7 separate regions of the Mus musculus genome follow, and regions 1, 3, 4, 5, 6 and 7 are each linked to region 2. A link is a contact called in public HiChIP or PLAC-seq and promoter capture Hi-C data. All regions are on one chromosome and are shown on one strand. The core of a region is the stretch at or near the end of the contact, and the rest is flanking DNA. Distances in the headings are between cores, read along the strand shown. Region 1 holds the start of Mrpl30 (mitochondrial ribosomal protein L30). Region 2 holds the start of Arid5a (AT rich interactive domain 5A (MRF1-like)). Region 3 overlaps Fam168b (family with sequence similarity 168, member B). Region 4 overlaps 4930568A12Rik (a long non-coding RNA gene). Region 5 holds the start of 4930556I23Rik (a long non-coding RNA gene). Region 6 holds the start of Ptpn18 (protein tyrosine phosphatase, non-receptor type 18). Region 7 holds the start of Amer3 (APC membrane recruitment 3).

Region 1 (2,739 bases), core at 148-2,647, 1.6 Mb before region 2:
ATCTGCTCAAGTCATAGATGTGTCTCTCAAAGCAGCTTCGGCACTCAAGATTCTCTGCTGAAGTTTAATTTCAGATATAAGCAGGCAGCACCATCAAAACTGCTTTTTGTTGTTGTTGTTTTTCCTTTTGGTGAGGGAAGGTACTGGGGATTGAACCCATAGCCTTGCATACAGAATATAAGTGCTCTGAGCTGCAACTCATTTCAATACAGTAGGCATTATTCTTATGTGCGTAGCTTTTGGACCTTGAAGCAATTATACTGCCATCTACTGTACAACAACTTTCCTCTGTACTGTTGCAAATACCAGAAAAATGGGGCTGGAGACATGGCTCAGCAGTTATGAGCACTGGCTGCTCTTCCAGAGGTCCCACATTTAATTCCCGGTGACCACCTGGAAGCTTACAAATGTTTTTTTAACTCTATCTAGTTCCAGGGGATCTGACTATCTTCTGGCCTCCATGGGCACTACACGCACATGGTGTAGATATGACAGGCAAAACACCCATACACATAAAAATAAACTGAAAAATACCATTTATCACATGGGATATATAACCTATTTCTATTTTCTAATATGTTAATATATGAGTATACACAGAAAAACAAAAGGCTGCCAAAACCATTTTTCCTCTCCCTCACCCCGAAAGGTTTGCTGGAGTTTTGTTGTTGTTTTGCTTTTTTACAATGGTTATGCACGTAAACAGCTCTTTACCCCTAAACTACAACACCAGCTCGTAAGTGGTTCTTTAATTAATTTCTCTTTCTAAAGGGTCAAGGTATATATCTATAACGAGGAGTGAACATTCCTGAAAATACAGAACACTGAATTTCCCGTGCAATCAACCGCGTTCTCTGAAATCAACAAATGTCTCTCTTCTTCGAATTCCCAGGACGTAAAGGTAGTAGGCAGCCGTCATAACGGCCTCTCAGCCACCAAAAGCAGCTGCTTTAACAAGTGACAATCACAGGGGCCTGCAAAATCACTGTCTTTAATAAACAGCAACTCCAAAAACTCAGCACTCTAAAATCGCAACATCTTAAAATTAAGCAAGTTTTGCCTTCTTAAAAAAAAATAATAAATTTCACTGACGCTTGGATGGCTCGGACCTAGATCTACACGAGTGAGACTCTCAGAGACACGCGCGTCGCAGCACGACTCGAATAAAGTGACAACCTGGCTGCTTTCAGAAGATCAAGAAATAGGTCTGCGGGACCTCCAACTCGAAACAGAAAGAAAGTCATTTCGTAACTGCAGAGAGAGCCTCTAGCTCCCACGACCGCACTCACCGGCGACCGCTGTGTCCACTCCGAACGTCCCCGCAGCCGGAAGGAGAGGAACAGAGGCAGGTGGACCCAGTGCAACATTCAAACCACGCCGTTGCCGTCACAGACCGTACGGTTCTTTGGTTCCGGGAAAGGTTTTTTTTTTTTTTTGTCCCGGCCCATTCACAACGCGCCATAGAAGACAGCGCAGGCGCAGCGGCGTCACGCGTGCGCTTCCTGGAAGCGCAGTGGGTCAGCTCTTGGAATTTGCTGGCGGTGCCCAGGAGTTGTCACAGTGATGGCTAAGTCCAGCCTGGGACAGGATTCCGATAGCACTGCGGCGGTGGCGGTACTAAAGCGGGCAGTAGAGCTGGATGCAGAGTCCCGGTACCAGCAGGCTCTGGTGTGTTACCAGGAGGGGATTGACATGCTCTTGCAGGTTCTGAAAGGTGAGCGAGTTTCGGTTTCCGCTCTGTCTGGGACTGAGCGGAAACTTAAGAAAACGAAACTTACTAACTACCAGGAAGCATTCAAATTCAGGAGTTATATTCTGATAATCTGCAGGACAACGGAGGTGGTGGCCTTTGCAATAGACCGATGTTATCGCTAAGGACCATAAGAGGCATAACCAAATATAATCTATAAGGCTTGATAGGTCTTGCGTTTGAATCAATTTTATTCTTCGTTGTTGTCAGTTTGTGACATGATTTTTCTCCTTCCTCTGGCTCACCTTCCTGCCCTCACCCCAACTATGATCCATTGAGTTTCACTAGGGTGGAAGTTTGTTTACAGAGCTATGTGCACGTTACCAGCGACTACAGCACTGACTAAATTGTCTCTCCCTCCTCCATCAATGATTATATATTCATTCTCAAGATGGGGGTGCATTCCACGGCCATTTATTCTATGTGCACCAACCAGTTGTCAGTCTCTGCAGTCACTACCCGGTACTGGTGGAAGAGGCTTCTCTGACCATGTGGACTACAGCACTGCTCTATGGGCATAAACATAATGAGGTAGAGGGCAGTTTGGCAGATACATCATGTTGATTTAATAAAACTACAGCAGTAGTAGTACGGCCCCTAGGGCCTAGGACCGCCACAGTCTTGATTTTTAGTTAGGTATAAAGTACCAGATGAGAGTCCCTCTTGTCAAGCAGACTTCACATCCAATCAGAAAGCAGTTGGGTACCACATTTACCACGATTGCGCCAATGGGCTCATCTTTCCCAGATGGTTGGTTTTAACAGAGGGAGTGGCTGAGTAAGACATTTCTCCCCCAGCAGCTTGAGTAGCACCATCCAACACCGTGGTACTATCCAACAAGGAGGACGCTTTCAACCAGCTCCAGTTTGTTCTCGACCTGTGGTCAAGGCATGTGGCATCTTTAGCAATAGGGTCTTATGAATGAGTTTTGATGGACATCCAAAAGCAGGGGCAATCCTGTATTGTTTGGGGGGAACTCACAGCCCACT
Region 2 (2,700 bases), core at 68-2,567:
AGCAAGGAGTTTTTGAAGCCTGGTCCTCCCTCACTGTCAGACCTTAGTCTGTCTCTATGCCTCAGTTTCTCTGTAATAGAAGACGGGGTGGGGTATATAATTCTAGGCCATTCTGCCTCTGTCACTTCAAGTTCTAGGCCAAGCAGTCATTTAGGACACTAACTGCTGTAGAGACAGACCCTCTAGCTTAACATTCCTCACCCTCCCCTGCCCAGGCATCCATCCTCTTTAGACACTGAGATCCTTAGATTTGCATCAATTCCCAGCAGTGCCCGCGGGGCGGGGCAAGGAGCACCTGTTACACTCATCTGAAATGAAAGACTCTGCAAACTAGGGGATACAGCCTGAGCAGCACAATTTGGGATTAATTTGAGGCCTTCCCGGCCTACGGTTGGCCCCACTGTGCCTGTGGGTTAGGTGTGGGATGTGACCCCGGCCAGGGAGCAACGCCTGGGTAGTGAGTGCAAAGGGCCACAGATCGGTGGTGTGGTTGTGCCCCTAGTTCGCAATAAGAGCAAAGCCAAACTTGTTCGTCGCACTCTGGCAGCCTGAGCTTCTGCCCTCGGTCCACTAAACACCCCCAGTCCAGGGCCATCACCCTGTCCCTTTGAAGAGACCCGAGGGAAAAGAGGGAAACTCAGAAGATCAGGCGGGTAAAAAGAAACCGTCTTTCCTGCTGGGGGTTGGAAAGAAAAAGAAACAAAAAGAAAAAGGAAAGAGAAGAGAGAAGGAGCAGGGGATCTGAAGCGTGTGACCGTCAAACCATCAGCATGTCCCTTGGCAGAAAAGAGGAACCGTTGATTCTTCAAAGCGCATTGAGCAATTTCTTCAAAACCCGCGCAGTCACTTTCAGGAATCGCGGCCGCAGTGGGAAGCGCTGCGCGCGGCCCGGGCGCCTCGGTTTCTGAGAAGCGAAGCGCTGGGCTGGCACGGGGCAGGGAGGGGCCCGCGGCCGAGAAGCTGCTGCTGACAGCTGTCACAACAAATGGGCCCAGAGCAGCTCGAGATTGAAACCGCAGCAGGAAGTGTGGGCGGCTCAGTGAATTTCAGTCCAGACTCGGAGAGGAGAGTTTCGAGATAAACGCCTGGGAAGCCCCTGGCCGCCCCGACTTTCCACGAGAAGAGAGCACGCAGACATTCGGGTTACCCTGAGAGCCACGATCGCTCTGGGACCCCAGCCCTCTGACCCCGGCGCCGCCCGCCAGCCGCTTACCCATGGCCCAGCGAGAGCGCGCGTCGCTATGCAGAGACCCTCTACACGCACAGCCGTCCTGTCCCAGCGCTCTCGGCGCGACTGACTACCGGCGCCGCTCGACTGCCTCCTCCCCCGCGGACCCGCCCATGGACCCGCCCCCCCCCAGCGCTCTGGGCGCCCATTGGTGAATCCTATTTTCTAGAGCGGAGCAGACTCCGCCCCCTTAGACCCGAGGACGTCTGGGAGTTGTAGTGTGCGCCCACTTTGCAGCTAGGGGCTGATGTAAGAAACTCAAGAATCAACTGCTGTCGCATGTCTGTTGGTTTCCCTAGAGGCAAAACTAGAGTCTTAGAAAAACTGCCCGCTCTTTGTAGCTTGCCAAAGACTGGGTGGGGTTAAATAAAGTGCTTCTGGCTTTTACCTGAAGTGGTCCTGGCCGGTTCCATCCTTTCCAACTTTACACAGTAAGTACTGTTAGCCTACCAGAGGCCAATCTAGAAAGTCTGTGGTCCAGGCCTAATGCCCAAAATGCCCATGTCTACATATGTCATGTAGACTGAGTGAAAGCCACAAGATGGACCGTGCAAAGAGGAAGTGAACGAGTTGAGGGTGAATGTGGACAAGATTAGTAGAGAGAACAGTCATTTGGACCCGTGTGGGTTATAGAAGATGACGCTAAAACTTGAGATTTAAAAGCAGAAAGCCTTATTAGCTTGAACTCGAACTCTGTTCCTATTATGTAGTTAGTATCCCCGGAATCAAATTCTGTTGATTAACTATAATACTCATACAGCTCGGTGCATTTCATACCATCATTATCTTCATTATATAGAGCAAAACAGGCCTGGGTGATTAATTAGCTCATATTACTGGTCGGTGGTAGGGCTAGAGAATTGGGGCACAGAGGAAGGCTTCATAGTTAGCCCCCAACATTTTAGTGTTCCCCTTCACACTGAACAAATGGACAGTCTGCATTTGATGACTTTGACCCTCTGGGCTTTATCCATAAGCTCTGGAATGGCAGATCTGCAAGCTCAGCCTGGAGCAGACACCAGTGAGCTTGGTGGATAATTGTAATAAACCAGTGCTTGCCGATCTGGTAACAGGCAATATTGTGGTTGATATTTATTAACTGCTCAGAATAACGAGCAGAACAATGATTGTAACAGTGCCTCCCACATCCAAGATTACAAACCCCAGTCCACCCCAAGAGATCCAAGACTCTAGCAGAGATGCAATCTACCAAGAGATACCACCTGGAAACTTCACAGGCTTCTAGTCACTGTGTTCATTTGGTAAGGGTCGATTGGTTGGGTTAGCTACAGTGCCAGGTTAGGTATGGAGATCTGCACGCTGCCTTCAGTGTTGCAGTATAGACCATCCACTACCTCCTGGATTGGATACATCTATCAATGAGGCACTCACTACCTTTCAAAGCCACAGCTAATCCGACCTCTGAAAAGGAGGATCCTACCGTCCAGGCAGGAGAGCTCACTCTCAGGCAG
Region 3 (2,700 bases), core at 29-2,528, 1.5 Mb after region 2:
GTGTACATCTATCACAGGTGGCAGGGAACATACCTGTTTGGGCAAATTTGGTTCTGTCAAAGAATCATACATGTGTTTTCTCTTGTTATAGATGAGTTGTGGTTTCTAATTTTTTTGGTAAATGGAATCACACAGAAGGTACTGGGTCATTTTTGGACTGCCGTCTTTTACTGGGCCTAAGTACTTGGACTCTCTTGTGGTAGTACCTGTTCCTCCTTCCTCCCTTCTGTTGTTAGCTTGTGCCCTCTGTATGGAAAACATCAATTGCTTATTTGTTGGTCAGCTAATGGCATTTATACTGCTTGAGTTTGGGAGTTTGTATTTAAAAATTCATTTAGCAAATGAAGTTTTCTGGGTGTTACAACTCTATGGGTATGTGCTTTCATTGTGTTGAGTAACTACAAAGGGGTGAAGAAGCTGATTTAGGGCAGGTAAGAGTCTGCCACAAACAGCCTTCCAGAGTGACCACAATCTCTGTTCCTCTGGGTGTGTGTTTATTAGTTCTAGTCCTCTGTGTCCTAGGCAACTCTAGTATGAGTAGTCTTTCCATCCTAGCTGTATTAGTGGGTATCTAAAGATTTCCCATTGATTTCAACTGTCTTGACAGTAACATTGATCATCTTTTCATGTGTTAGTTTGTCATTTGACTGTCTGGTAAAGGGTTCTGCTTCTGGGCATAGTGGCATAGACCTGCTCCTTCCAGGTACTCTGGAGGCTGATACAGGAGAATCATATATATGTTCAAGGTCTGCCTGAACTACAGGGTGAGTTCAAGGCTAGCCTGCACATCTTAGACTCAGTTTCATATCTTTTTATGTGAATGGGGATGGAGATATGGCTTAGGAGTTGAGAGCAGCTGCTACCGTTGTAAATTTAGGCCCTAGCACCCATGTGGGGCAGCTCATAACAACCTATAACTGCAGTTCCAGGGGTTGACATGCAACAATTAAAATTTAAGTCAATAATGAGTAAAAACAAAGCAGAACAAGAGCTTTGGACAAGGTCAGTGATGGAGAAGTCGCCAGCTTGGGCAAGGCCATGGGTTCAGACCCCACAGCATCCTCCAGAAGGAGAGAGAGTGTGTGCATCTTAAACTCTGTGTCAGTCACTGACTCCATTTTTAAGGCACTTAGTAATTTTATTTTTACAGACTTTGTTTGAAGATCTATTTTTATTTTCTCTGAGCATTTCACTTTTAGCTTGTATAGCTCTGGGTTAAATTGAAGTACGTTTCAGCTGGATCCTTGACTGTGAAAGCTGAGGTAAGCAGTAACAGGAACAGTGGCCAGGGTGCAGCCTCGACCAGGCCTCTTAGCTGTCTTGTGGCTTTGTAGTGCCAGGTTATCTGTGTTGGTGTTGTCAAGAGACTTGGAATAAAGATGCTTCTCCGAATTTGGCTAACGCAGGAATAACTTGGAAGGCTTTGGTGTCCCATCATTTGGTGTGTTGGCGCCTGATGTAAATCAGAGCCGTGCACTCTTCTTTGATGGGTCCTTGAAAAGCTGTCTCCCTTTCACAGGGCCCAGGGAGGAGGGGACTTCCCTATAGTTCTGCTGCTTTCTTGATATGATCGAGCTTAGAGGAAGCCGTCTGCAGGGCTTCTTGGGCACGTTCACAATACTGTGGGGTTTTTTTTTTTTGTATGTGTATGAGTGTTTGCCTGTATAACGTTGTGAGTTTTGGGCTGGCAGAGGTCAGAAGAAGGCACCAGATCCCCTGGAACTGGAGTTAGAGGTGACTGTGAGTTGCCATGTGGGTGCCAGGGCTGACCGAAGAACAGTGAGTGCTCTTTTCCCCTGAGCCATCTCTCCAGCCCCCTTTCTTAATGCAGTTGTAAATGTGTCACAGGAGTCTGAGAACCTTGGGACTTGTGGTGGCTTTGGTGATATATCCTCTTCCATGATCTAAATGGAGATCCATTTATTTTGAACAAATGTGGTCTGCAGACAGATGCATTCAGAGTAGGCTTTTCATGCTCGTAGACTTAATGGGAACTGAACTAGTGAAGGCTTAACTCTTGGTGATTGGTGACATTGTTGGGAATGGTGATCTCGTCCTTGGAACTGTCAATATTGTGGGAGGATCTTGATCAGACTTTGAGCAGGCCTGGCACTTAGTCCTCCTGCCCCTGTCCCACTGAATGCCTCGGGTGCACTGATGATCTGAAAGCCTCAGGAAAAAGTAACTGATTAGTGATTACTGTAGCCCTGGCTAGCCTGGAGCTCACTGTGTAGGCTAGCCTAGACTCAAACTCACAGAGATCTTCCTAACTCCACCTCTCCAGAGTTAAAGGCTCTGCTGGAATTAAAGGCTGTACCACCATGCCCTGCCAGAGCATGTTTTTAAAAGACAAAGAGAGATACACTGCAGCAAGTAATTAGGCAAACACAAATACAGATGCATCTTAGAGCAGGTAACAGTTCCATTAAGCTGGCTATCACAGTGCTTATCTGGCATTGATACTTGTTTATGAAAGGTATTTAACAAGAAATGAAAATAAAACATATGTTTTAAATCCAGAAATATATCTCTGAAATGAGATTCCAGGCTTGCTTAAACAGAAAAAAGCTTATTGTATGACCAACTACTTGAAAGGAAATAGCACTGCAGTGTTGATTGACTGTGGAATTGCAGGAGTCTTCTCTTCCTCTTCAAGGTATATATGCACAGAATCTAACAATCCCTATACGTGTAGAAAGC
Region 4 (2,700 bases), core at 24-2,523, 1.8 Mb after region 2:
TCATTGGTAGAGTACAAGTGTATCATGGGAGACTCTGAGTTAAGTCCCTAGCTTAAAAGAAGTTACATGCAGCCAGGTGATGTGGCACACCTTTAATTCAAAGGCAGAGGCAGACAAATCTCTGACTTCTAGGCTAACCTGGTTTACAGTTCCAGGATAGCTAGGACTGAGAAACCTGAGGGGGGGGGGGAGAGAATTACACTTCTTTGTTTCTTCACTCAGAAATGTTTCTATGTATTCGAGACAGATGGGCTTCAATCTAGATCTCAGCATCCTGCCTCAGCATCCTAGGGTTCAAGGATAATTGTGCACCACCACGCCCTGTGAGTACATGCCTCTTTTTCATTCACATGTATGTATGTGTGGTGTGTGCATATGAGAGAAGGAAAGACCCATCCTGAATGTGGGCAGCCGACCTCATGGGCATGGACTTAAAGGAACGAGAAAGTGAGCTGAGTACCAGTGTTCATCTCTGTCAGCTTCTTAATAACGAGGCCATAGCAAAGGCCAGCTGCCTCAGCGCTCCTGCTGACATGCCTTTCCCACCAGGGTGGACTATGGACCCTGAAGCCCTGAGCCCAAATACCCTTATTCCCTTAAACTGCTCCTTGACAGCAATTTGACCACCACAACCAGAAAAGTGGTTAGCACATGTGCTTAGACTCACTGAAAACAAAACAGGAGCCACATTGTTATACATTGTTACTAACACTCCACACCTTCCAAGACTCAGCTTCTGTTTCCTAAACCTAAGAAACCCTGCAAACTGTTTTCAACCTATGCTGAACCTGTAACCCCATAATGGATGCCCACCCCCATTGCCTTGCTAAATTCCTGGACACTCATGGTGGCTCCCATTCCACCCGATGTATTCCTGCTCTATCTACCCCACAAACAGCCTTGAGCCCCCTGTGCTCCTGCTCTTTCTGGCTAGGTGCTAACAGCCAATCATCCCAACAGCTGTTCTCTATCAGCTCTAACCCTTCCCTATAAAGCAGCCAGTGAGGGGCTGTTCTCTGAAACTCCGACTTAGGGGAAGGCAGCCATGTGGCCGATCTAAATAAAGCTTACTTAATCAGACAGTCATGGAAATGTTTTTCCCTTGGGTCTAACACCGTCAGCTTTGGGTTTTGTGACCCCGAGGAGCAGGCACTCTATGGTAATGCTCCTTTTTGGTGCAAACCCTAGAAGAAGCCCCACTACCCTGTCTCTCCTTCGGCTGGTCAGACCTAAGTCAGTCCTCTGTTTGCTTTCTGCCCTTTTGCACTGATGTCTTGGCACTTGACACTTCGGTGACCATTTATTGCTTCCTCTTCCTGTACTCGGTATCTAGAAAACATGGTGCTTTTCAAGTTTTAAAAACTGATAAGTGTTCCGGGGAAGTGACACATGCCTTTAACCACACACACACACACACACACACACACACACACACACACACACACACACACACTCACACCATTTTAAATGTAAGCACCACAAACGACATAGATGTGGCTACTTCCTTTCTGAGTCTGGCTTCATTTGAGTATCGTAATAGGTTCCAGTCACAATCACACCCTGCAAATGTCATGCCTTAACTTTTCCCCACGGCTGCATTGGACTCTATTGTGCATATGTACCACATTTTTAAAAATCCATTCATCTGTTGATGGATCTCTTTGCTGCTCTAATTTCTGGCTACAGTACCCTGTATATCTACAAGCATGAATGCTCAAGTATCCATAACATGTCAACTAAGAGTCCTTCAGGTTTGCACCCAAGAATGGTATAGCTGGGGCATTTGGCAGTTCTATTTTCAATCTGTTAAGGAGCTTCCGGCCTGATTTCCATAGAGGCCACACAAGTTTACATTCCCACCCATGTTGGACATAGAGTCCTCTTTCCCCCACATCCTCACCCGCACTTTGTTTTCTTGATGCTGGACATTCTGCCTGAGACAAGACAAACTCGCAAAGGAGTGTTAATTTGCAGTTCCCTGATAGCTAAGGATGTTGAACACATTTTCAAGCATTAATTTGGCTATTTGTGTTTCTACTTGTTTTGTTTAAATTATAATTGATAGGCATCATTCTATAAAATGATGCAGAGTCTCCCATGGATATAGGTTCATGGAGGAAAATATTCATAACACATATATTTTAAATGTCTGAATGCTGAATGGTGGTGGTACACACCTTTAATCCTAGCACTCAGGAGGCAGGGGACAGCCAGATCTCTGTGAGTTCAAGACTAGCCTGGTCTACAGAGTGAGTTCCAAAAATAATGCAGTCAAGTACTGCTTGCTGAATGTGTGTGTGTGTGTGTGTGTGTGTGTGTGTGTGTGTGTCACACACAATTTTTTTTTAATTTGGTTTTTTTTTCGAGACAGGGTTTCTCTGTGTAGCCCTGGCTGTCCTGGAACTCACTTTGTAGACCAGGCTGGCCTTGAACTCAGAAATCTGCCTGTCTCTGCCTCCCAAGTGCTGGGGTTAAAGGCGTGCGCCACCACCGCCCAGCTATCACTTACAATTTTAAGGTGCCAGACAGACAAATGTTCTAAGTAGGGATCACACAGGGGATGGACGGACAAATCTGACACAGGGGATGAACGGACAAATCTGACAAATCTGACAAATCTTTCATCGGAAAAATCACAGTCTATACCCTGGTTCCCCCAGGACCTGATTGTAGTCTTGGCTCTATTTTCTGCCTATCTTT
Region 5 (2,700 bases), core at 54-2,553, 1.3 Mb before region 2:
AGGAACCAGAGTTACAGATGGTTGTGAGCCACATGTGGATGCTGGGACTCAACCTCAGGTGCTCAGGCAGAGCAGCCGGCACTCCTCCCTGGGCCCCCCAGCCCTCCTCCCTGGGCCCCCCAGCCCTCCTCCCTGGGCCCCCCAGCCCTCTTTATGCTCATTTTAAAAATGTATCTTTTGGCTCAGATGAAATTATCCAAGTGCAGGTTATAAAGAATTTACCAGAACTATGTCTTGTGCCTTTGGGCTAAGAGGTGACAGAGTGCTCAGTACCCAGCACTGAGCTTTGAGGAGGTGAGAGAGGCTGGCCTGGCCTTCAACAAGCTACTTCTCTGCTCTGATTTCAAACTGGAATGGCAAGTTCCTCGGGTTGTGAATTTAATCTTATCAGAACTGTTCGAGGAATATGTTGTTAGCCAAGAAAATAAAGTTCAAACCCTGAGAAAATGTTCCGTCTGTTTCGAAGAGAGTAGCTGCCTCTGGGATAGGGATGGGAGTGAGGGTGAGACACAGGAAGAGTTCTGCGGGAGCTCCTGGTCACTAAGTGAAGAAATGGCAGGAGAGGGCAAAGAGGGCCCTTTAAAAGAATGTAGAGCAGGAGAAGAAAAACAGCCGGTGTTAACCATGCAGGCCCCAACTTCCTGTGTCAGGTGAAGACAGATGGTTGTAGAAATGGCATCACGTCCCACAAAGGGAATGTTTTTAGCGCGTCAAGTAAATCCGGAGTGGGGGCGGGTGGCTGGTCCCAAATGTAGACTCTTATCAAAGGCATCCTATCTGTGCATACATTCCAGCTCCTCCCAGAGAGAAGGCCCTGGTAGAAATTAGCTCCAAAGTGCACAGGTTGGGGTGGCAGCTGCATCTTGTGGTTTTGGCGGCTCAGACCAGAGGAGGTAATCTATTTGAGACATCTATAGAAGAAAAAAAAAAATGAAGTTTGCTGAAGAGAGGCTTTGGCTCAGGGGGGAATGGGAAGTGGGGGTCTCTCTGAGACTCTACTCCTCAATCCTACCACTCCTCAGCCCCCTGAACCAAGCAAAGCAATATAACACACCTTGTATGGGAGAGAAGCTGTGGGTGGGACTGAAGGGGAGAGTGGGACTATCTGCCTAACATTGCTCCTTCTTGGCCTTTATCACAGAAAAGGGTCAGCCTCCTGCGGCTACAGGTCCTGGGGCTGATGGGCAACCCACCCCACCCTGGATCACCATGGCCCGGCAGAAGAGAAGAGGAGCCCCAGACCTGCCCGTCAACCAGGAAGAGAAACCTGGGTCGAGGATCCTAAAGACAGAAACTGGGAAGCAAGCCAAGGTGGCCGAGAGAGCCCAGGTTACCACTCTTTTTCTGTGGCGTTCGGGGTGGGGGTGGGGTGAGGAGGGCAGCGATCTTGTGAGGGTGTGGTGGGAGCAGGTACCGCTGTGCTCACAGAGGTCCTGCATGAACATCACAGAGATGCCGTGCCTACCGTGATGGCTGACATGCGCAAAGGCAGTACGTCAGCTTGTGGACCCCGTGATGGAGCTAGCTGCCTCTTTGCCTGTGTGGGCTGGTAGAAATGCAGTGGCGCCCGAGGCTGCTCTGGCCTCCTAGGCAACGCAGCTCAGCCTCTGGAAAAAAATTGAAGACAGTTAAAACAACGGCTCCCTTCAGACACACGCTAATATGGTCACCAGCTCCACCTCAGCCCCTTGTGTGATGATAAATGAAGCCTGCTCTGGCTGCTGCCTGCTGGCTTCCCTTTTCCCTCACCTGGGGCTGCACAGCCAAAACCTGGAGTTGCATGTTGTATTCAACTGAAAACAGCTCTCACCAACCCCAACAACTGTGCTGATGCACCCTCTGCTAACCAGTACAATAAATGGGGTTCTGCTGTCTAGGAAAGGGAGCCTGCGCTGCAATAGGACCTGCTTCCCTTCCTGCTAATGCAATCCTCAGTTGTGTCTACACAGCTGAAGACCTGTATGTAGCATTGAGGAGGGGAAATTACAGTGCGAAATGTTAGCCCATTTCAGCTGCTGCCATATAGTGTGTATCATAAAACCATTCCCTACGGCTTTCACATAGAGTCCTCGCTCTATACCATCTGGGGCTGAGACTGGGCTGTCCAGGCAAGCAAGGAGCCACCATGCACACGTGGGCTGCAGGAGGCTGGCACAAGTCAGCTCTGGCATTTTGGTGGGTGATGCCGGTGCACAGAGCCCCTTTCCAGAAAGTGCCAGCAGCAGGGTGCATCTTGGAAGAGACATTTTGTAGCTAAGACACTTGGAGTATTTACCCACTCTGAGTCTGTTATCCTTGGGCAGCACCTGTCATTTTGTGTCTCCGTAGGAGTCTGTGAAGCAGGGTGACTTCGTCCGGAGCAAATCTTTCCTGATGACCCCTGCAAAGCCTGCTGTGACCCAGAGGCAGGGGTCAAAACTGAACCTCAAGGAAGGGCTACAGAGAGGAATCTCACTGTCCCATCAGAACTTGGGTATGAGACTGGCTTTTATTTCCAAATACTTTGGCACACACTCATGCACGCGCACACAGATATATATATTTACACATACACACACACATATATATATTTCTTCCTATGATTGGAGTTTGTGTTATTGAATCATTTTGCCATGTTGAGCAGTGTTTTTTTAATGTAGTCCCCCCCCCCTTTTTTTGAGAAGGAATTTACATGAGATAACGGTCACCCATATCCAGTGT
Region 6 (2,813 bases), core at 55-2,554, 1.8 Mb after region 2:
AGGTCTTCCTACATATCCCTGGCTGTCCTGGAGTTCACTGTGTAGACCAGACTGACCTCAGACTTACAGTAACCTTCCTTTCCCTGCCTCCAAGTGCTAGGATTAAAGGCATGCACCACCACCAGAGTTTCACTGTTACTGGTTTACATATTGGCCTGTGTAAACTATCTTTTTCATTCTTTGAAACAATCTCCAGAGTATTCCAGAGTGGTCACAAAATTATGTAATTCAGGCTGGCCTTGAACTCATGGTTATCCCCCGGTTTTAGGCTACCAACTGCTAGAATTACAGGCATGTGCCACCATGCCAGGCTGTAAGTGATCATTTAATGTCACACTTATTTTTATATCATTGTCATTTACATTTCTAAGTTTGAGATAGTGTATTACGTATTTGGATCATGTCACTCTATTTAAAATACGTCATTACATGTTGTGTGCCATGGCTGTTGAGTGGCAGTAGCTCTCACAAGCTTGATTGGCCCGAGGTAACGTTTACAACCTTTGTAAACCATGTTAAAGGCAGGTGCATACAGTTAATATAGCCAGTGAATACCCAACGCGTGCTAGGTGCATCTACCCAAACCACCTAATTTTCAAACCGGCTTGTCTTTTATCATTCACAATTCAAAACAGGTGAAAATGAAGTCAGAGCTCCCAGGGCCACAGTTCTGAAAAGCCCTAGGATAGACTGGTAACGCGAAACCTAGGCTAGGCTACAAGTTTCCTCGTTCCTCTTTCTGCTGCCCCAAACCACTTCCTCCCTGGGATTACAAGGTGACCCAGGAGTGGCCCGGGTTGGGGACTCGAGTCCAGCGCAGGTGTGTTGCCTCCCTCCACGGCGGAAGCCACGGCCCCGCTAGGGAGAAGATTGCACCGGGAGCTCGACACCGACACCTGAGTGTGTCTGGCTCCTCCTAAACAGTAGCCGTCTTCACCCTCTGGGCACCTGTGGGCAAAGTGCGGAAGGCTGGGAGAGTCAGGGTGAGAGAAGTGCGGGAAGAGGAAAGCCGAGAGCAGGAGGGAGGAGACGCCCCGGGAGCTGAGAGGAAAAGGCAGAGCTTTCATATTGCACAGGTGGACAGCCGTGGGGAGCGCCTGGCTGCGAAGCTTGATGGCTGGAGTGTCACTCACGCTGAACTCACGAGCGAGGATTGCCCCCTCCCGGTAGTCCCGGGCCTCCAGCTGCTCCAAGAAGCTCCTCACCAAGTCCGTATGGCGACTCATGCTGCGACCCGCTCTGAGGTCTCCCACAAGGAGTGATCCGACTCCGAGAATTTAGCCACTGCGAGGTGGGGCCTCCATTCCAGCAGCCAATGAAGACCGGTAATTGGCAGGCTCCTCGGCCAATGGCACTAGGAGTTCACTCCGTTCGTCCCGCCCATAGGTGCTGGCTGCCACCGCAGCCGAACTGGCCGTCCAAGTAGCTGCGGGTCCCGCAATTCCCCACTGGCGCCTCGGGTGCTTCGGCTGCCGTGAAGCTGGTGGAGTCCGCACGGAACGCTCAGTCCCATTGGCCTTTCCAGGGGGATGGCTGCGCTCTCAATCTCGCAGGCCGGGTTCCCAAGGTTGCTCCGGAGTCCTGCGAGCGCTGAGGTTCACAGTCGTGCGACAGCGGAATATGAGAGAGGTCGGGGACTTCGAATAAATATATTCCCTGCACTTTGCTCTGGGAAAAGGCCTATTTCTGAGGGTAGGGGGTGTGATTTCACTTTTGGAACCTGCTGGAAAAGCGGGGACACCAGGATTCAGTCCTAACTTGTGGATCTTAACCCATACCCCTCAGGGAGGAAGAGACTAGAGAGGCATTGGGAGGAAAAGTGGTCTCAACACTCACTCCGTCCCCCTTCAGGAGTTTGAAGAAGATCTTATGCTGAAGCTCCTGGGGTCCTGGAGACTAAAGACTGGAGAAGAGCCGTGCTAAGGTTTGTAGCTGAATTGGTAGAGTGCCTGTCCCAGCATTCACAAGGTGGAGGCAAGAAAATCAGAAAGTCAAGGTCACCCTAGCTTACATTGTGAATTCAAAGTTAGCTTGTGATGAAATCCTGTCTCAAAGTTAAAAAAAAAAATGGAAGAAAGGAAGGAAGGAAGGAAGGGAGAGAGAGAGAGAGAGAGAGAGAGAGAGAAAGGAAAATGTTTTAATGATGGTGGAATGGTTCAGTAGGTAAATGCCTTGCCACTAAATAAACATGACAACCTGGATTTGATACCTAGGACCCACATGGTGGAAGGAGAAAATCGACTCCAGAGTGTTGTCCTTGGACAACTACACAGGCTCTATAGTGAGGGTGTATCTCCCTACACACAAAAGAAAATAAAAGGGGGTTCTTTCCAAAACAGGCTTCAGCAGATGGAGTAGCACCACCTGCAAGGGAACCAAAGAATTTCAAGCATTGCCAACTCTCTGTTGAGGGAGGGCTCTGAGGAGATCCGTTTGGGGTCGTGTGCAAAAGTAGGGCTAAGGCGAATTGAAAGTGCTTTAAGCATGCTGAGCGGAGCGGTGGTGGCACACGCCTTTAACCCCAGCACTTGGGAGGCAGAAGCAGGTGGATTTCTGAGTTCGAGGGCAGCCTGGTCCACAGAGTGAGTTCCAGGACACCCAGGGCTATACAGAGAAATCCTGTCTCGAAAAACCAAAAAAAGAAGTGCTTTAAGTCACTGGAAGATGAGTGGGATCATTGGTAAAAGGCTGTCAACTTGGTCATCACAGTGTTTAAATGAAGGAATGGATAGCATCTTTAAAAGCCAGACAAGACTTTATTGGGTTTTATCGCTAGATCTCTGTCTTACGTCACTGTGGGTCTGCCAGTGGTG
Region 7 (2,758 bases), core at 247-2,746, 1.7 Mb after region 2:
CATATGTTTCATTTGATGAAATTTCACACATTTCAGATTCCTAAAAAGGATATTGGGTCTGGAAACTTTACTTCTACAAACGCAATTTATGCTAATAATTTTCAAAGACAGGCCCCCAACTACACTAAGCAGCCTCTCACCTCTAATATGAACCTTTGCATTCCATGAGCTCAGAACCCATGCAGGACACTTATTTAATCCATTCTCTTTCAAGGATGTGAAAACCTAAAAGACAGCAGAAGACCAAGGAGACACAGAAAGTGCATTCTAGACAGTGGACACACCCTGCAAAAGGCCCCAAGGAAAAGAGACATATAAACATGGATGCAGCGGTGACTGAAAGAGCAATGGGAACAGGCCAGGAGATCAGTCAGGAGGCCATAGCTGACCCAAGGACCCTGGACGGAGTGTGAGGAGCTACAGGTGAAAGTGGAAACTTGGGACAAGAGAGAATGGGGGGAAAGGAATGTGAATCTGAAACTACATCAGAGATCAGCAGAAAGGCGATCATGGAGATGTTCGTGTCTGCTTCTGACTCTCAGCACACCAGGACAGGAGTTTACTACAAAATTAACACTTCACGAAGCGACCTCTCTATTTTTTCCATATAGTGACAATTTTTTGATCAGTTATCTCGGATTTTCTAACCCCTCCCCCCCCCCGAATGTAATTCTGTACCTTCTTTTCTTTTAGTATGGAAAAAAATCTTATAGAGCAAAATTAAGAAGAAAAACAAGTGACCACATGGCCTGTAGTTTTAGCATTTGAAATGCTCGCCCCTCCCCTCCCCCAAACCCTAGCAGGTCACAGCGGGCTGTTAAGTATGAAGAGGTGTCATATTTAAAGAAGAGCAGCCCTAGATGAGGTACCTTGCCCAGCGACTTCATTGGTGTTGGGGAGGAGGTAGCAAAGGCTAGGGGGCAGTAGTTTGTCTCTGTGGCAGAGTGCCTTGTTGCTGGTGTGGTGAAGGCCCAAGTGACATGGAAAAGCTCTCGTGTTCTGGGATGGGGGTGGGGATGGTAATAAAGCAGAAATAGAATCTGCAGCGAGAACCACCCACTCCCACACTGGGGAGACAATGGGCCCTATGGGTGAGGGTCCTGGCCCACGTCCTCCTAGAGAGCTCTGCCAAATGGACAGATGGACCACTATAATCTTACTTGTTCTTCCCCAGACCCCTCGTCGCGGTGACAGGGTTTTTCGCATTCCCTAACCTAAACCTAACCCAGTCACTGAGCTCAGCTCCAGGCCCCGCGCATCCTCTCTGGGCGCCGCGGAGTGGAGGCAGTGCCCATCTAGGGCCCCTTCACTCTCCCACCCATCACAGAGAATGCATTCAAACATTTCCCGGTCCCCCCTAGCTCCCGATGAGGACCAGCGAGGCAGGGACCAACGCAGCCTCTCGGGGCCTCAGCCACTTACCGCCGGGGCTGGGGAGTGTCGCAGGGCGCGGCCGTGCCCGAGCCAGGAACGAGTGCGCGCCCGAGCCTCGCGTCAGCACCACGGCCAGCTCCAGGTTCCGCGCCGCCGTTGGGGGCGGGCCTCCGGGCACCCGCGCGCACCACCAGCCTCGGCTCCGCCGCGCTTGGGAGGGCGGTGACCGGAGGACGCTGGCGAGTAGCGGAGGAGCGAGGAGACTTAGCCGCCACTGCGCCGCCGCCACACAGAATTGCTGGCTTTGTTCTAGCTCTCTCCCTCTGCCCACCTAGCTGCTCCCATAATGCTGTGGGTTTTGCATCCCTAAACCCCTTTGGTCCTCAGTCCGGGGGTCCCCGTATACCCGGAGACTACAGGTGTGGGTCCCCCGCCCTCCTGAATCCCGCAGGTCCAGGACCCGCTGACTCCAGCTCTTTCCAAAAGACGATGTCACACACAGCCTCTCTAGCAGTCTTACTGAAGATTCAGGATTCTAAGGCTTGGAAGAATGAGCAAGTCAATGTGGGGAGGAAGAAAATCATAAATTAAAAGAGACATTTCCTTTCCACGCACTTACTGTGTGGTCTGCTGATGCTATCCCCCTGCCGCAGTCTTGAAGATCAAACAGAAACGATTTGGGGAACCCCTCCCGCAGAACTGAGGACGAGGGCCCCCCAGGCTGGTCCAGTGTCCAGGGCTGAGCTGGCAGGTGGGGATAAAGGGTAAAGAAACTCCGCTAGCGTTTAGGCGGTCTTGTCTCCTGCCGGGGTGGAGCCAAGGATGGGAAGCCTAACTGCTTCTGTTTGGGAAAGGCTGATCTCAACAAGGGGCTAGTCACAAGTGTGAGCAGGCTGAAGAGCAGTTGCAAAGGAGCCAGTTAGGATTAGGCTGAGAACCAGGGAATAAGAGGGGTGGTGACTGACAAAGACCACGCACTTCTTTGAGCCAGAAGGCTCCCTCTCTGTCCTACATCTAAAAAGTCCCGCACTCAAGGTTTTTCCAACCTTTTGATCTGCAGTGCTTTGGCAAGCCTTAACCAGTTGAAACTTCTCTCTGCCAGCCAGGGAGATGACCCATTTCTAGGGGAGCTACACGGTTGAATCTTCTTTCTACACAAACCTCCCACTAAGTGTGGTGTGTGTGTGTGTGTGCCCTGTGTGGATGTGTGCACATGCGCATGCGTGGCATAGGCCTGTGGAGGCCAAAGGTTGAGTGTCTGCCTCAACGGTTTTACTTTGTTAATGTCTCTGGAGAGAGTCTTTTGCTGAACCCTGGACGGGAAGCTCATCATTTAGTAGGTCTGGTAGGTCTAATTGACCAAGGATCATCTGATCTTCTTTTT

What was found. Promoter capture Hi-C pulls out the DNA fragments that hold promoters and counts their contacts. HiChIP or PLAC-seq counts read pairs in DNA pulled down with a chosen protein or histone mark. Capture Hi-C pulls out chosen DNA fragments and counts their contacts.
Region 1: a contact with region 2 is called in a promoter capture Hi-C map of adipose tissue, with 3 times the contacts expected there. The contact joins the promoter of Mrpl30 here to the promoter of Arid5a in region 2. A contact is called at or near these places in 1 of 484 Hi-C or Micro-C datasets (CD4 T cells) and 1 of 9 other capture datasets (adipose tissue).
Region 3: an H3K27ac HiChIP or PLAC-seq map of thymic regulatory T cells shows a contact between it and region 2, with 6 times the contacts expected there. The contact joins the enhancer-like site here to the promoter of Arid5a in region 2. A contact is called at or near these places in 3 of 39 promoter capture datasets (the 3T3-L1 cell line, embryonic stem cells and second pharyngeal arch cranial neural crest), 1 of 484 Hi-C or Micro-C datasets (cortical neurons), 5 of 115 datasets of contacts at active chromatin or transcription factors (acute myeloid leukemia, astrocytes, embryonic stem cells and 2 more) and 1 of 9 other capture datasets (macrophages).
Region 4: a contact with region 2 is called in an H3K4me3 HiChIP or PLAC-seq map of pro-B cells, with 7 times the contacts expected there. The contact joins the enhancer-like site here to the promoter of Arid5a in region 2. A contact is called at or near these places in 3 of 39 promoter capture datasets (the C10 cell line, hippocampal neurons and pre-B cells) and 2 of 115 datasets of contacts at active chromatin or transcription factors (embryonic stem cells and pro-B cells).
Region 5: an HNF4G HiChIP or PLAC-seq map of pancreatic cancer cells shows a contact between it and region 2. The contact joins the promoter of 4930556I23Rik here to the promoter of Arid5a in region 2. A contact is called at or near these places in 2 of 39 promoter capture datasets (liver and pre-B cells) and 1 of 115 datasets of contacts at active chromatin or transcription factors (pancreatic cancer cells).
Region 6: a contact with region 2 is called in a promoter capture Hi-C map of pre-B cells, with 7 times the contacts expected there. The contact joins the promoter of Ptpn18 here to the promoter of Arid5a in region 2. A contact is called at or near these places in 5 of 39 promoter capture datasets (the C10 cell line, cranial neural crest, embryonic stem cells and 2 more) and 1 of 115 datasets of contacts at active chromatin or transcription factors (large pre-B cells).
Region 7: a contact with region 2 is called in a promoter capture Hi-C map of embryonic stem cells, with 5 times the contacts expected there. The contact joins the promoter of Amer3 here to the promoter of Arid5a in region 2. A contact is called at or near these places in 2 of 39 promoter capture datasets (embryonic stem cells and hippocampal neurons) and 1 of 115 datasets of contacts at active chromatin or transcription factors (astrocytes).

What each region holds. Positions count from the first base shown.
Region 1 is chr1:37,889,135-37,891,873 of GRCm38.p6, reverse strand. Mrpl30 (mitochondrial ribosomal protein L30) reads right to left here and starts at 1,397. Exons shown (of 6, transcript NM_027098.3): 1 at 1,290-1,397. It overlaps Mitd1 (MIT, microtubule interacting and transport, domain containing 1), which reads left to right and starts at 1,463. Exons shown (of 7, transcript NM_026913.3): 1 at 1,463-1,714. The coding sequence starts at 1,564.
Region 2 is chr1:36,306,350-36,309,049 of GRCm38.p6, reverse strand. Arid5a (AT rich interactive domain 5A (MRF1-like)) reads right to left here and starts at 1,317. Exons shown (of 7, transcript NM_001172205.1): 1 at 1,214-1,317. The coding sequence starts at 1,217.
Region 3 is chr1:34,824,984-34,827,683 of GRCm38.p6, reverse strand. All of the region lies in intron 3 of Fam168b (family with sequence similarity 168, member B), which reads left to right. Among named protein-coding and RNA genes, the nearest start is that of Fam168b, 17 kb to the left of the region's middle. Within about 2 kb of position 1,278, at least 11 of the 459 cell types and tissues checked have an H3K27ac peak or open chromatin away from gene starts, as enhancers often do. A contact at or near this core is called in thymic regulatory T cells, where this site is marked.
Region 4 is chr1:34,477,779-34,480,478 of GRCm38.p6, reverse strand. 4930568A12Rik (a long non-coding RNA gene) reads left to right here. Exons shown (of 6, transcript XR_865327.2): 5 at 244-323. Among named protein-coding and RNA genes, the nearest start is that of Gm32566, 5.2 kb to the left of the region's middle. Within about 2 kb of position 1,273, at least 63 of the 459 cell types and tissues checked have an H3K27ac peak or open chromatin away from gene starts, as enhancers often do. A contact at or near this core is called in pre-B cells and pro-B cells, where this site is marked.
Region 5 is chr1:37,613,110-37,615,809 of GRCm38.p6, reverse strand. 4930556I23Rik (a long non-coding RNA gene) reads right to left here and starts at 1,303. Exons shown (of 2, transcript XR_373329.1): 1 at 1,243-1,303; 2 at 437-911. It overlaps Cracdl (capping protein inhibiting regulator of actin like), which reads left to right. Exons shown (of 10, transcript NM_028096.1): 8 at 1,142-1,329; 9 at 2,329-2,473.
Region 6 is chr1:34,458,237-34,461,049 of GRCm38.p6, reverse strand. It overlaps Ptpn18 (protein tyrosine phosphatase, non-receptor type 18), which reads right to left and starts at 1,304. Exons shown (of 15, transcript NM_011206.2): 1 at 1,134-1,304. The coding sequence starts at 1,226. Gm32504 (a long non-coding RNA gene) reads left to right here and starts at 15. Exons shown (of 4, transcript XR_373299.3): 1 at 15-1,291; 2 at 1,387-1,629; 3 at 1,786-2,813.
Region 7 is chr1:34,578,431-34,581,188 of GRCm38.p6, reverse strand. Amer3 (APC membrane recruitment 3) reads right to left here and starts at 1,496. Exons shown (of 2, transcript NM_213727.2): 1 at 1,423-1,496.